Linked DNA regions of Mus musculus: all the other regions are linked to region 1. The links are chromatin contacts, called in public HiChIP or PLAC-seq maps. All regions are on one chromosome and are shown on one strand. The core of a region is the stretch at or near the end of the contact, and the rest is flanking DNA. Distances in the headings are between cores, read along the strand shown.

Region 1 (5,057 bases), core at 1,160-3,659:
AGATATAACTTACATTTCTTTGCAAAAATTGATTCTCAGTGCTGCTTGCCTATTTGTCTTAGTAGTTTCTCTACAAATAAGCAATTTAGAAGATGCTCTTATGTTTAATTATAAAGTAATATGAATTTTAACCATATATGAAGTATATCTAACTAAGAAAGTAATATGGGCTTATTTTAGAACATCACAAACAAAAAGGTAAAGAGAAAAATGTTAAGTCTGTAATTCTATTACCAGCTTATATCCACTGTTAACACTGTGATATGTTTGTTCCTCAGATCATAATATCAAGTCACATTTTTACTCCTTTGGCTAGTTCAAACCTTTCTTGGTTTTAAATTCTTGCTTCTTTCTGTTCTTACTGGCCTTTTGGAAGGCCATTGGTGAGGCAAAAAGAAGCCCAAAAAAGTCAGCACCATGCAGGGGCTGAGGTCCTGTGGTCCCCAGGCAGCCTGCCACCTTCCTTTCAGCTTTCATGGTCAGGATTAAAGCTTTTTGTAAACCAGGGATCTAGAGGTTTTAGTTGCAAGTAAGTTAGAGAAACAGGGAAAAGCGCTCCTTCCCAGCCTGGTCCCTAAACCATCTTAATGGCAGTGTAATGCTTTGCTACGTGGTTATGTTTACTTAGTCATCTGTTTATTGACGGACAGTTACTGTCTCATACTCCTAATAAAACTATACAATACCTACATATAAATCTGTATTTACAGTTTAAAACTGTCTCTCATCCTCTCAATATATATGTTAAGTCCCTGACCCCTAAACTTTAGGGCCTAAAGTGGGTGTATTAAAAAAATATTCAGAGCTAGGAGTGAATTAGGACCAGTGCTTTATAACAAGTTCTCTCATTCTCTCTCTGTCTCTGTCTCTGTCTCTGTCTCTGTCTCTGTCTCTGTCTCTCTCTCTCTCTCTCTCTCTCTCTCTGGAAAAGGGGCACACACATGTGTGGTTGTGGGCATGTACACTATGGAAAGTCAATGTGAGGACAGAGCAAGAAGGTAGCCATCTGCAATCCAAGGAAGAGACATTATCTGACGTCAACTCTTTGAGCCTTCAATTCAGACAGTGCAGTCTCTAGAACTAGGAGGACATCCGTTCAGTAGCCAGAAATGTCTAGTCTAACTGTTACTCGAGCCTGACAGAGCACCAGTCATTTGTTTAGAATGGAGTCCCAGAAGTGGAACTGGCTAGGTCAAAGAAAGAAGAGCTGAAAGTTTTGGGTGCCAGCTGTCACGTTGTGCTGTTGATTGCTGTGATTTATTCTCCCACCAGCAATGCACAAGAGCTCTCCTCCTACTTGAGCCCAGTCAGTTAGCACTGCTAGGAATGAGAAACCTACAATTTGATTATTTTTCTTCTTTCAATGCTTGAGATTGCACATGCTGGGCAGTCACTGCCTCTGAGCTATGTTCCCTGAGCCTCACTTTTTTTTTTTTTAACAGAAGTTAAATATTTTCATGTTAAAATACTTTATTGTGTGACCTAGTCATTTGTATTTTTTTCTAATATGAACAAGCTATGTCAGCAACATGGGCACGTTGGGGTCTTTCCACATTTAATGTGTGATGCCATGAATTCAAAGACAATTCAATTTCTTTTACCTTAATTCACCAGATATCACTGTTTTCCCTTGGTAGACACAGTCATTGGCAATAGTAGATTCTTTTATTCCAATCTTAATTACTATTGCTAATAGTAGTTAAACAGTATTAACAGTTTTTAAGAGTATTAAAGTATAATGTTCTTTACATGAGAGAAAAAGGCGGAGACAGAGAGAGAGAGACAGAGAGAGAGACAGAGAGACAAAGAGACAGACAGAGAGGGACAGAGAGAGAGAGAGAAAGAGAGACAGAGACAGAGAGAGACAGAGACAGAGACAGAGACAGAGGGGGGGAAGCATTATAGGAGGCTTCAAATGGGTAAAGAGTCCACAGAGAGACCATACTGAAGGCAGCTGATTCAGACTCAAGGAACTGTCTTTGGAGAGGTCAGATAAGCTTTATGAACTGCAGGTGCAGAGTTGTCAAATGCTGCAGGGTGGGGGAAGGGAGGGCAGTTTTAGGGTCAGTTTGAACCAATCTGCTTGTCCCTAGCAGGAGAAACTTCACTTGAGCTGGAGCCCAGGTCACAGGTAAACACACTGCTGTGGCCATTTTACCGGATGGGAAAAATGACTTTAATAGTACCAAGGGGGGGGGGGGTTGCGTCATCCTTTCGTCTGGCGTATTTAATAAGTGCATAAGTCTGTGTTTCTGATATGGTTTTGATATCCCCATGCATCCGGGTGTTCCTGACTTAAACTTGAAGTTCCTAGGTTGTTATACTTTATTGTATAAAGAGGTTGCTTAGCAGGCTGTGCCTTGTGGTTTGTGCTACGGTTGTTCACTTGCACAAACAAGACATGAGTCATTCTACCTCAGCGTTTGTGCTGAAGACGGAAGAAGCTGCTCTTTTAAAAAATGGGATCACTTAGGACAAGCCCCAGCTTGAAACAAGTAGAAACAAATATGGACACGAGCCCAGTCTCCATATTTGTCCTACCTTTTGATGTTTACTTTAAGTTAGAACTATAAATGCTCGTTATGTATTGTTGGCATTGTGTATGATCGCCAAGTCTAAGTGCTTTTCAAATTTCCTCAACTTTTTTGTCTTTTATTATTATTATTTTGGGGGTTGTTTTGTTTTATTTGAGACAGGGGCTCTCTGTGTAGTCCTGAGTGTCCTGGAATGCACCCTGATGACCAGGCTGGCCTCAGAGATCTGCTTGCCCCTGCTTCCCAAATTCTGGGATTAAAAGTGTGTGCCACCATGACCATCTCAAGTTTCCTCAATTAAAAAAAAAAAAAAGCCGGGCATGGTGGCGAACACCTTTAATCCCAGCACTCAGGAGGCAGAGGCAGGCAGATTTCTGAGTTCGAGGCCAGCCTGGTCTACAAAGTGAGTTCCAGGACAGCCAGGGCTACACAAGAGAAACCCTGTCTCGGGAAAAAAAAAAAAAAAAAAGTAAAGCTAGTCTCCACCTTAGAAACATTTGTGTTAATTTTTGTGCAAACGAATCAAGAGGTCATTTAAAGGTGCTTCCTGTGGCTCCCGCGCTCACTCGGAGCTCTCAAGATCCACACGCTCGTCGCTCTCAGGTGTTTTTATTTTTAGGATGAGCTTGAAAATAATTTTAACAAGTAACATAAAGAATACAACTTGGTTTTCCTTCTAAAACGATAGCCAAATATACAGCTCCTTATGGAACAAACTTTTCTGTTACAAGTAGCCAATTTTCCAAATGAGAAAAAAAAAATCGGAATCATGGTTTGTCTCCAGAGGAAAAGGAAACATTTTACAGAATTTGATAGAAATGTTTAGCACCCACATAAATTCACGTTTTCCAGAAACAGGAGTGTTCTCTGACATGAAATCCCTGAGAGTATGTGGTTTTTAATACATCACCTAGTCCTCCTTTACTATGAGACAAGTAAAAGCAGGAGGACAGCACAGTAAGAACAACAACAATAACAACAAGTCTTTTCTATTTTTACAAACTTGGCTAGAAATAGACATGACAATTTGGAAATAAAAATTTCTAATCACTCCCAGAATTACTAGAGAATCAAATGAATAAGGATTTGGGTGGAGGCAGTAAGACAGTGTGTGTGTGTGTGTGTGTGTGTGTGTGTGTGTGTGTGTGTGTGTGTGATGGTCTGGTAGTAACAACTACCTTCTCATCTCTTTAGCTCTTTGGAGATGAAATTTAACCTTACAAACTGAAATGACTAGTTAATTCTTGTTCACTGGAGACTGAATTTATTCTAAGGCCCCTATTTTACCATTGCCAAAGTAGCATTATTGGAATTTTAAAAATAATATTTAGGGCTGGTGAGATGGCTCAGTGGGTAAGAGCACTGACTGCTCTTCCGAAGGTCCGGAGTTCAAATCCCAGCAACCACATGGTGGCTCATAACCATCTGTAACAAGATCTGACTCCCTCTTCTGGAGTGTCTGAAGACAGCTACAGTGTACTTACATATAATAAATAAATAAATAAATCTTTAAAAAAATAATATTTATTATTTTTTATGTATGAATGTTTGTCTGCTTGTATGTGTGTCTGATGCCCTAGAGGCCAGAAGAGGGTGACAGATCCTATGAAACGAGAGTCACAGAAGGCTGTGAGGTGCCATGTGGGAGCTAAGAACGGAAACCCAGCCCTCTGCAAGAGAACAAGTGCTCAGAGCCACCAAGGTTTCCGCCAAATCCTCAAAAAAATTTTGAAAACACTATCATCAAAAAAATATTGTAAATATGACCCCTACTTACTTGAGAGGGAGAGGGTAAGAATTTAACAATGTCCTCTTAAATGTAGCCTCTCAGCTGAGCATGGTGGTGCATGCCTGCAATCTTGGTATTTGAGAAGCTGAGGCAGAAGAATTGTGAATTAGAGGCCAGTCTGGGCTATGGAGTAAGACCATGTATTTAAGGAAAAAAAAAAAAAGCCCAAACAACCAGTCTTTCTAATTTTAAGATGAATGATCTTTTTGCATTTTAAAAATAAGACACACTTGACACTCATTGTGTGCTTTTGATAAACCCCCTTTCTAATTCCCAAAATGTTTTAAAATCAGAACCTTGTCCATCTCAGGGGCTGTGACTTTTCATAGACAGGGTGGGGTGCTATATTTGTCTTATAAACAAATCACCTAATATAGAATGACAAAACATATTAAGAGAATTGATAAAGGAAGAGCAGATAAATGAAATAAGTGGACAAAACTGGGCAGGTTTCAACATTAAACATTAAAAACCCAGATTAAAATTATTTTTCATATGTCTAAATGATAAAATATAACATTTTTAAAGTTTACAATTTATAAAGATGATAGTGCTCTCTTAAATCTTATGGCAGCACATTGCAAGAGAATATATAAAAGAGAAATATATTAGAAATATAAAGATAAATGAGCAAAATCACACAATAATTATGGAGCTATTAAAAACTTCAGTGGTAAGAACTTTGTTAGGATTTAATTCACACATTATTTCTTTCTTATTGTTGCTAAAACAAA
Region 2 (5,057 bases), core at 651-3,150, 300 kb before region 1:
GCAGCATCCACTAGTCTCCTACCATGACTGTGGTGTCATCTGAGGCACTGGCGATGACGTTGTCATTGTGTGGGCACCAGTCAATGTCCAGCACAGGGCCAGTGTGCCCAGTGACCAGTGGGTAGTTCTTATCCACTCGTCCTGTCTGGAGGGGTCAGAGAGGGTGATATGGGTTCACTGTCATTCGTGTGTGTGTGTGTGTGTGTGCACAAGCACCGCTGGGAACGGAACTCAGGGCCCAGCACTTGTTAAGTAAATGGTCAACCAATGAGCTGCATCCCAGGCCCTTGCTCTCCTGTATGTGGTTTTGAAGTGGGCAGTAGATTTGTTTACCTCTCAAATCTGTGTTATTAGTTTTCTCTTTGCAGACCTTTTTCAGAATTTAACCCCACCCCCACCCTCAGTCTACTCTTTGAACTTTGCTGGAGATGCACAGTGTGAATGCCTTTGTATTAGGAAGTCTGATTCAGAGAGACAGGCTGACCTAACAAAGTACCCACAGCAGGACACGGAACCCAGACTCAAGTTAAGGTCTCATTATGTTGATTAGCCTAGGCTGATCTTGCCTCGGTCTTCCCAGTGCTGGGCTCATGGGCGTGAACCCACATGCCCTGTGAGGAGGATGTGCTTGAACCTGTCCCCCAAGTTGGAGGACCTTTGGCAAGCCCCTGGAGAGAGAGGTCTGAGTGAGTGACTCTGACGGCAGTGGCTTAGCCCCTGGGGCAGACCTCTCCCTTGGTTTCACCTTGGAGTCATAGGCAGCACGCAGTCTTGGTGCTGAGTGTCCCTTACCAGGGGCTGGCACTCGTCTTTCTTTTTGTCTTCATGAGTAAGTTGTGGGAGCTCTGAAGACTCTGCAGGGGTTGGCATTGGCCCAAAGCACATAGTCTGGGAGAGAGGGTGACTAAATGCCATTGACATGGCAGTCACACTGGGGGAGGAGGTGGCTCGGGCTGAAATGTGAGCCCTTGGGATGCTGTCTCTGGATGGTGTCTGCATTGTCCAGCGTGAGTCATAGGCTATTGTCAGGCCTGTCCTGACCCCACCACTTGTGAGGTCTTCTTTAGCAAGGTATAGGGCTCAGTATCTAGGTCAAGGTTATGCTTTGGGGTATCTCTCCTGGGGTACAGATGGCTACGTGTCTGCAAAGGTGGCAGTCAGTGCCTGGCCCTTTCCCTCATGTGCAGGGGAGGGAAGGCTCTGACTATTGTAACTTCTCTTTTTAGTTTCATCCCACTCCCAGGATCAGAGTCTGAACACCTCTCTCTCTCTCTCTCTCTCTCTCTCTCTCTCTCTCTCTCTCTCTCTCTCTCTCTGTATCTCTGTCTCTCTCTGTTTCTGTGTGTGTCTGTGTGTCTCTCTCCATCTCTCTGACTCTGCCTTTCTCTGACACTAGGTAAAGATAAGGTTAGAGTCTGACTGGACCTTGGTCTGCTGTATCCCAACCATCTCCATCACTAACACCCATCTTGGTTTCTGCTAGGAACACAGTGCTCTGTGGCCTAGAGATCGGGCGCACAGGTCACGCTGATGTTGCTGTTCTCCACCATTCTTTGTGGGTTTGGCAAAGACAGAGTACCCAGTCCACACAGACTGCCCTTCTGGAGGCCTGGACTTCAGTGAGAAAAGGCTAGTGTGGGATATATCCCAGAGACCCTAGCCAGTGCCCTCCCAATTGCTTTCTTCCCCTCACCCCTCACCTTGGCCAGAGGCAGGACAATGAAGGCACCTCCACCTCCAGCCTCCACAATAATGGCTAGAAATTTGGGGTTGACGGCACAGAAGGCGCTGTCCCATGTGACCTTGGATACCCGGATGTCCTCATAGGCCTGGTCAGCCTTTGCTGCCTGACCAAACACGTGGCGGAACTTGCTCTGCCGAACAACACGCCGGCTCATGGCTGGGGCAAAGATAGGGAGTATCAGAGTCTAGAGGCACGTTGGTCCTTAATCCTGCGAGCTGTGGAAGGGAGGAGTGAGTGAGTAGGATTATCTGGCCAGGATCTTCAAAGTGACCAAAGTTGGAGGCTGGTTTTTGACATCTGTCTCATGTTGTTTAATATGAGGGACAAGGATGGGGAATCTCACCGCTTCTTAGACACACAGGCTAGCCGGGATAGCAGAGGCTGACACAGGGCTGAAACTTCCTCCAAGACCTAATGTTTTGAGGAGGAATATCAGGGGGTCCCCTCATGCTGCTAGTCATGTATGAGACCTCTTTGCAAGTGTTTGTCTCTCTGAAAGGCTCCCCACCCAACACCTTCTCTTTTAGTCAGTGGACCGTAGCTCAAGGCTAGGTAGGACTGCAGCCCTCAAGATCCCATATTCACATCGCTGAGTTCAAGCCGGTGTGTCTTTTTCTACAGCTTGGCCAAGAGAAGAGGTCCTTTTGTTAGCCCTGCTTCCTACTCTTTTTAAAAGATTCCTCCGGTGGTGTGGGGTATGTGGGAGTAGGGCGATCTTCCTTCTGTCTATTTCCCCATGCACTGATTTCTCCGGATGGGGTGGGGTGGGGGAGTCCTGGCTATGGTCATCTGACACAAATATCATACTTTGGTCCAGCCTCTTGGGTGCGATGCCTGGGCTGGCTAGTCCGTTCTCTTGAGGGTGGGGGCCCTCGACCCCACCTGCAAGGACCAGATGTGCAACCAGGGAGGAGGTGAGGTCCTCTTTCTGGTTCTACGACTTCGGCTTCTGGAGCTAGGAGCTTAGCAATGCTTGCTACTTTTCCCAAGGGGACACAGCAGGTTCTCCCAAAGGCCAACTGCTTCCTGCCCCTCCCCTGCCCGGGCATCCTTGTGCCCTTCAAACCACTTCTGTAGCCCCAGGCCTGAAGGCCGGCCTACTCGCCCCCTCCTCCAGCCTCCTGCCCCGGCAGTGCGTTCCTGTGAGACTAGGTGTCTCCTCGCCAGCCGCTGTCCGGCCAAATATAGACACCAAGTCCGCCCTGACGAACTGAATTTAGCGGCGGGGGGGGGGGGGGGCGCAGACCTCTGCCCCCTCCAGAGACCCCGCCCGCGCCGTTGGCTGCGGTGGCGGAGGCAGGGAGGGGGGTACCTGGTCCTAAGCCGGGCGGGGGTGCTCACGCTGCGACTCCTCTGCGGAGCGGGCCGGGGTATGCGAAGGGCCGAGGAGGCGGCGTCCGTGCGTCCGGGCCAGGGTGTTCCGGCCGCTGCCTGCGGCTCTCGGCTGCGGGCTCCGCTGCAGTCCCAGCTGCTGCTGCCATCAACCTGAGGGGGCGGGGCCGGACGGGGGCAGGGCCAGGCCAGAGCGGCTACGCCCTGTCCAGCGCGCGAAAGTCCGGCGGGCGTCTCAACTCCGCTGTAAAAAGGGAAAAGTAAGTGTGCGTGCGCTGGCGGGGTGTTCGTGCCTCGTGTCTGCCACCGTCCCTCGCATACAGGTTCGGGAGGCGCTTGGTCCAAAGAGAGACACGGAGAATGGGAGCCACCGCGCGAGATCAGGTGCCTGCGCGCCGCATTCCTGCCGCAATCGCGCAGCTAATTTAGTCGTTCCCAGCGGGCGGGGTTGTCCCCAACAGCCACGACCCGCCGCGAAGAGGCCTCAGAAGATACTCTGGGGGAATCGTCTCAGTAGCTTGATGAGGGTCTACGTTGACCCAGGGCAATTGATGAGGCTACCGCTGTTATTAACATCGATGGCGATTGTTTGAGAACTTAAAACTTTGGCACCGGTATGGGCATTTCATCCCTATTAGAAGGTTCTATGAGCCACAGCTTAAGCCAGGCAGAGAAAAGTAAACTAACTCCCAGCACTGGGTTCAAGGGGAAGATGTTGGCACAGATATTTGGCCATATTTTAGAGGTCAGAGAGACCAACTCTGAAGATGTTTAGCCTTCTGGTCTTTGAGATGATCCCTTTATTTTAGGGCAGAATTCCTCACCCCCAAGACCCAGTCTTGAGTAGTGTTCAAGGTCAAGAAGATAAAATACAGCCAGTTTCTTGAGTTGCTGTTTATTCAATGCTTGCCCATGAGCTCTTGATTTCTTCCCTCCCATCTTAGGTTCTGAAGGGCAGTATGAGGCCAGTTTCAGGCAGCACATAGACTCAGTAGTGCAGTTTTCCAGAGACCAGTGTGTGTGTGTGTGTGTGTGTGTGTGTGTGTGTGTGTGTGTGTGTGTGAGAGAGAGAGAGAGAGAGAGAGAGAGAGAGAGAGAGAGAGAGAGTGCGCACCCATGAGCATGTGGGTGTCTATAGGCTTGTTTCTCAGAAGGGGTTTAGGCAATTAGTGGCTTGTAGAGGAACAGAACCAGAAATTGTTAGTGCTACACAGAAGATTTGTGGTTTCTATGTGTGCATAACCACAAAGAGGGATGGAGTCTTTAAGATTCCAGGTACATGGTTAGCTCATATCGTTCTGGGGGCACATTCTAGTAACCCAAGTTCAGTTCTCAGAACCCACAAAGCAGCTTACAACCATCTCTAACGCCAGTTCTGGGGAATCCAATATCTCAATAGCTTCCATGGGTACCAGACACACATGTGTTGCACCAACATGCAGGAAAAATTTCCACACACACAAAGTTAAAACAAAACACCAGTCAGGCAAAGAAGCCACTGGGCTTGGTTCTCCCATAGAACTGTCAGTGGGTCCTGTACTGCAATCCATGAGGCTAACAGGAATTTTGTTTCTCAAACTCATTTCCTGAACAAGACCTGGCAACTGAGACTAATTTGGTTCATTTGCTTTGGCTACAAAGCCAAGACTGAACATATTTAGTTGGTCAATATTCCAAGGACTCCTAGAATATTTTGTGAGGTGACCATACCTTCACATCATGTATCCCCACTGGAGAATAGCAATGCGCCACTCACTTGGCCGACTCAGAGAGAAGTAGGTTGGCGTTTTCTTTGAAAACATCAGAAATTTTGTTTGACAATTGGGCAACTAACAGAGCTCCCCCAGATAATACCGTATTTGGGCTGAACTGTACTGCATTTGGGTTTTGTAGCTTTTAAGTGTTTATTTTTTTAATGTGCATTTGTATTTTGCCCGAATGCATGTGTGTGAGATGTCAGATCTTGGAGTTAGACAGTTGT
Region 3 (5,057 bases), core at 1,419-3,918, 280 kb before region 1:
TGTATGTAAATTTATTTTCATAAAGTGAAATAAATGTTTCACAATTAGTTTGTCCATATGGTTGACAAATAGTCTTAGCTACTATAAACATTGCCAGGGACATTCTTGTAGCTGCTAAGACTTCAGTCTCTCAGAGGTGTCATGCAATAGAGTGTAATATATGGGTCATGGGGCATGTGTGCATCACTGGTTTGCTGGGAACACTAGATTGCTTTTCAGTTAGGCTCTGCCTGGTGTATTCTAATGCTTTGACATGGACAGTACTTGGCACACAACAGTAGATCATATCTATTATTTTAAACTGGTAATTTCTAATCCAGCTGACCCCCACCTCCCATTCTAGGCAGGCAAGTAAATAAACAAGCTGCCAAAAAGGAACTTCAGAGTTGGCTTATGGCCTAGATGATGCAACCACGCCTCAGATCTCCCCTCCTTCGAGTGGCCCCTGACCTGAATTTGGAATCATGTAAACACAGGCACACATATGACTAGGCTACTCTGGGAAACAGTTTAGTTTTCTTATTTATTAGATGAGCAGAAAAAATGTAATTGATAAGATATATAAGACATTCTATTCTCTTCCTTCTGCTTTCTTGCTACATGTTAGGTAATAGCATCAACTCTTTAAGAAATGTATACAGAAGAAAGTATTGCTAGAAGTGTAGGGCTAGGAGACTGAGGTTGGCCGTGGTTACCTTCTAGGGGACTAGGAAAGCAGTGTTGGCACTTCCATGAGTTGTGCATGGTCCTGGATATTTTCAATTATTTAGCCAGAAAGCTATTTTAAAAAATCCTTTTAAGCCACAACTAGGCTTGGCTGTCATGGGACCAGAAATCCATGTCCTTTCATTTCAGGCTCCTTGCTCTGGGCTGACAGCTATGTCTAACTAGACTGCTCTCCACCAGAAAACCAGGATAAGAAGAGAGCCCTGCTATCTCTGGCCCTCATAACCAAAGTGGACATGTCTGAGGACATGACATACAAATTCTCTCTAGCTTTCCTCCCTAGTTTTCCTCCTGTCCCCTTTACACTGGAACCTAATACCAAAGACACATGGTTCAACTTGCAAATGGTCTGCTTGAAATTTGAACCTGTCTGATAGAGCATAAATCTGGCAGATGCTTGTGGTAGCAGGAAGAGCTTTATAACTCGCTCTTCTTGCTACCACCCCACAACTATTAAAACAGAAAAAAAATACAACATGAAAAATACCAACAGTTTAATTATACCATCCTTCTTAGGTCTTCAAGAGGAAGAGTAAACCAGCCTTTTCTAAGCTACCAATGATATTTTGAGAGATGTAAGAAGTTCTTTGCATTTCTGACATATTGCTGTGGCCCTCATGCTCTCACTAAGACTGTAATCAACTGAGATGTTACTATAGAAATAGGTTACTCAGAGGTCACTGCACCAAGAAGCTCCCTCCAACAGACAACAGCTGGCACAACCAGCCAAGTACCCAGCGCTGCTCTGTGTAACTACAGTTAGAGGATGCTGGGATCACAACTCTTACTCTCTGAGAGCCACCATGTGTTTCCTATGATGTGAAAACAAGATCCAGAAAAAAATACTATTAAGGAACAACCAAACTTTGGAAGTTGTCTCTGTCTAACTGCCTTTCAGAGAGTTCCCCCTTCCTCTGTAGACCACTCCACACAGGTGACACCAGTGAAATGGAGGGACAGTGAGGCTTAGTTGGATTTGGTTCTAGAACATTCTTTATGAGCAGTCCTGGCGGTCAAAAGTGGCCTAAATGATATCCCTAACCTGGACATCACAACACAAGAGATTCCAGAGATACTTTTCATGCCATTTTTCTGGGGAGTTGGTATGACTGTGATGGTTGGAGGCAGGTTAATGTCAGTGGAGAAGGAAAAAAAGAACATATATGAATGTATGCTTTTTTGGTAATCATGGAGAGAAGAAATGATGAGAAACAACCTTTAACACATAGTGGTATATATATATAAAGAATGACTTAAACACTTGGGAGATGAGGCAGGAGGCTTAGGTGCTTTGACTACATAGTAGGTTCAAGGCTAGCTTAGGGTATGTGATAGCCTGTCTTTAAAAAAACCAAAATGTGTTATTTTATGAAAAAAAAAAAAAACCCAAGAAACCAAAAACAAAACAGTAAACAGAGATCTACAGACAGGGTCTCTCTATGTGGTCCTTTCTGTCCTAGAGTTTGATATGTATACCAGGCTGGCCTTGAACCTACAGAGAACTGCATGTATCCAAGTGCTGGAGTTAAAGGCACTGCATATTGCCTTCTCTAACTCTAAACTTCATATTGATGTTTTAATTTTACAGATGGGGGTCAAGTGGGGACTAGAAACACCAAGTAACTTCTGAAGGTTGCAGCATACGGGTGAACTAGGAACAGAAACCAGATCTAATGATGCAAATTCTGTGTTTTTTCCTGTCTGGAGTTTGCCCTCCCTTTATGAATCAGGCTCAGGAAGTCGGGATGGAACAGAAAAGGAAAGGAAAAGGAAAGAGGAAGTGTGATATTCTGGTTTATGCTGCCCTTCATATCCTCATTTAAATTTTTTTCCTGAGATTCCTTTAACATCTAAGAAAAACCACATATTGGGGGAGGTATACTGGGGAAGGGAAACCAACCCAACAGCTTGCAGTAGCCTGGGGCTCCAGAATAAATACTGAAGTTGGCAGGACACGTAGCGTCCTTCCTCTCAGGAGGTCACATGAGGACATTGCCTAACATCCGTTATGTGTGTGTCTGGGAACATGTAATATTTATGTTCTCCTCAAATGCTTAGGTACCTTTTCCTTGTGCCAAAAAGAACCCCCGTGCCCTATCCTCTGATTTAATGTGAAAGTATCATCAGAGTTGGTGCTAGAGACCTGGAACTTCTGTGAAACAGAGGATTGGGTATTTCCCAGCTTCTCAAGACAGAGGCTCAGATGAAATCATTCCAAATGCTGAGTAAATGGGAGGGAGGGCTGTTAGTGGAAACCATAATGCTATGCTGTGGTCACATTTTCACAATTCTTTGGGGCTGGAGGGTGGCCCCTCTGCGTGGATAGGCTGGAAGGCTATTTAACATTTTGTTCTGTGGAAACATAGCCCAGATTTGAGAGTCAAGATCAAGTCATGAGACTTGCTGGAGTCAAACCCTGGCACCAGCTGCAACTGCTTTTAGACAGCTGTGCTATTGCTCTAAAAACACAGCCTAGAACTGTTCACAGGGAAGCAAACCAAGTCTATCAAGCCAGAGGATTTCAGCCTGTGACAGCTCAAGAAGTTGATTCTCAAGTCATTTACCATATGATGCAAGAGTAGCTGAAGGAGATTTTTTAACTCTGAAAGGTAATGGAATGAGAGGCAAAGAAAGCCACTCACAACCCACCTGGCCAGCAAGATCCCTTGGTATTCTTCCAGTTGTCTCATGAAGCTGGGGTTAGGCTTGGTCACCGTTCGTCTTTCCTTCACATAGTCATAGGCTCGATCCAGATTCCATCCATACTCCTTCATTGCATAGGCAATCACAGTGGAGGCTGAGCGACTCACCCCCATTTTGCAGTGCACAAGACATTTAGATCCATGTTTCCTAGTTGGGAAAGTGAAGTGAAAAAGGACGCTGATAGTACAGTGTAAGAGCTGGGGTTCAGGTTCCTGTATTGCCCTCCCATTCCTTTTTTTTTTTTTTTTTTTTTTTTGCTATGCAATGTTCTCATCTTGGTACATCCATGTGCCTCTATGATCAAATATGAGGATTAAGTAGGCAGCTTTAACTGTACTCTTAAATAATATTTGTCTGTCTGTTTTTTGAGACAAGATTAATCTTAGTAGCCCTGGCTGTCCCGGAATGAACAAACCCTGTAGACCAGTCTGGCCTTGAACCCATACATTCACCTGCCTCTTCCTCCCCAGTGCTAGGATTAAAGGTGTGGCGCCACCACTGCTGAACTCTCTTTTTTTCACTTTTAATATTAAGCCTATTAATCCACTCAGTAAAGATTTATCAAGTATTTACCATATATAAGTTAATGTACTAGGTGCTAGACACAAACTTAAGTTAACACACAACTTCTATACTAAAGGGTAGGCGGGAATTAGAGAAACAGACAATTAAAATTCAATGTTGTAGCACACTGAACGTCCCAGTGTAGGGAGGAGCTCATTCCTGTGTGGTGGGGGCCGCGTCCCTCACAGCCCTCAGGCTCCGGAGTTAAGGTGTGGTAATGACTCATCATCTGATTTGTGCTAATAGAGTTATTTCTAGTTAAGTTCCCAGGAAGGGCTCTGTCCCGGGAGGAAAGCATAGATGAAGCATAGATGTTTTTTCTCTATTCTAGAGATCACTTTCCACACACTATCACAACCCCAGGGAACTAAGGAAAGCACGTGACGTATCACATGTCATTCTCAGTGTTCAGGTGAAATGAACGAGAGCTGCCTGTTTGTATTTTGCACGCTCTGAAGTGAACTCAGGGCTCCACACATACTCTGAGGGCCTGCACTATCACTGAGCTACACCCCAGTCCCTGTGGGCTTTTAATACAAGGGAAAACGACGCTACCACAAAGCAAACAAAATACCTCAGTCTCACTGGGTCAAAGCTAGTCATCATTCAGAACTGTTCAGTAATGTTCTAATTCTAACAATGTAGTGTTCCAGCACAAACTAACTCTTCAAGGATCAGCTAAATGCATGAATAAACTTACGGATCTGCTGATCACATCTCCAGCTGTTGAAGAGGGAATATTTTAAAAACTGGAGAAAAAGAACTGTTACTATTATGGATACTACTCATGGGCTCTAGAATCCTTTCCAGTAACTGTTCCAATAAATCAAAACACGGACATGTGAGCCAAAGCAGAGAAGCTGTTCATGTGCTCACTGGCTATACTGCTAGTTGACGCTTTGCGATTCTGCAGTCATGAGCTACAAGAATGACTGAGGAATTATCAGTGCAAATGAGCCCGAGGTGACTTGCCCAAACGAATGAGCAGATAAGCTACAGGAATGCAAAGTATGGAATGGACTAATTTTTCTGAATTTTAAGACCTGTATTGTTATTTGTGCACG

Evidence for each region. HiChIP or PLAC-seq counts read pairs in DNA pulled down with a chosen protein or histone mark.
Region 2: a contact with region 1 is called in a FOXA1 HiChIP or PLAC-seq map of pancreatic cancer cells. The contact joins the promoter of Coro6 here to the enhancer-like site in region 1. A contact is called at or near these places in 2 of 39 promoter capture datasets (embryonic stem cells and liver), 1 of 484 Hi-C or Micro-C datasets (bone marrow-derived macrophages), 3 of 115 datasets of contacts at active chromatin or transcription factors (embryonic forebrain, pancreatic cancer cells and stem cell-derived neural progenitor cells) and 5 of 9 other capture datasets (adipose tissue, embryonic stem cells, liver and 2 more).
Region 3: a contact with region 1 is called in an H3K27ac HiChIP or PLAC-seq map of acute myeloid leukemia, with 3 times the contacts expected there. The contact joins two enhancer-like sites. A contact is called at or near these places in 2 of 39 promoter capture datasets (liver and stem cell-derived epiblast-like cells), 3 of 15 datasets of contacts at CTCF or cohesin (the NIH/3T3 cell line and large pre-B cells), 6 of 115 datasets of contacts at active chromatin or transcription factors (acute myeloid leukemia, embryonic fibroblasts and embryonic stem cells) and 2 of 9 other capture datasets (macrophages and pancreatic islet).

The regions. Positions count from the first base shown.
Region 1 is chr11:77,157,868-77,162,924 of GRCm38.p6, reverse strand. The region is part of intron 2 of Efcab5 (EF-hand calcium binding domain 5); the gene reads left to right. Among named protein-coding and RNA genes, the nearest start is that of Efcab5, 29 kb to the left of the region's middle. Within about 2 kb of position 2,409, at least 60 of the 459 cell types and tissues checked have an H3K27ac peak or open chromatin away from gene starts, as enhancers often do. A contact at or near this core is called in acute myeloid leukemia, bone marrow-derived macrophages and pancreatic cancer cells, where this site is marked.
Region 2 is chr11:77,460,754-77,465,810 of GRCm38.p6, reverse strand. It overlaps Coro6 (coronin 6), which reads right to left and starts at 1,900. Exons shown (of 10, transcript NM_139128.2): 1 at 1,701-1,900; 2 at 23-145. The coding sequence starts at 1,898.
Region 3 is chr11:77,440,377-77,445,433 of GRCm38.p6, reverse strand. It overlaps Ssh2 (slingshot protein phosphatase 2), which reads right to left. Exons shown (of 15, transcript NM_177710.4): 13 at 3,376-3,576. Among named protein-coding and RNA genes, the nearest start is that of Coro6, 21 kb to the left of the region's middle. Within about 2 kb of position 2,668, at least 132 of the 459 cell types and tissues checked have an H3K27ac peak or open chromatin away from gene starts, as enhancers often do. A contact at or near this core is called in acute myeloid leukemia, where this site is marked.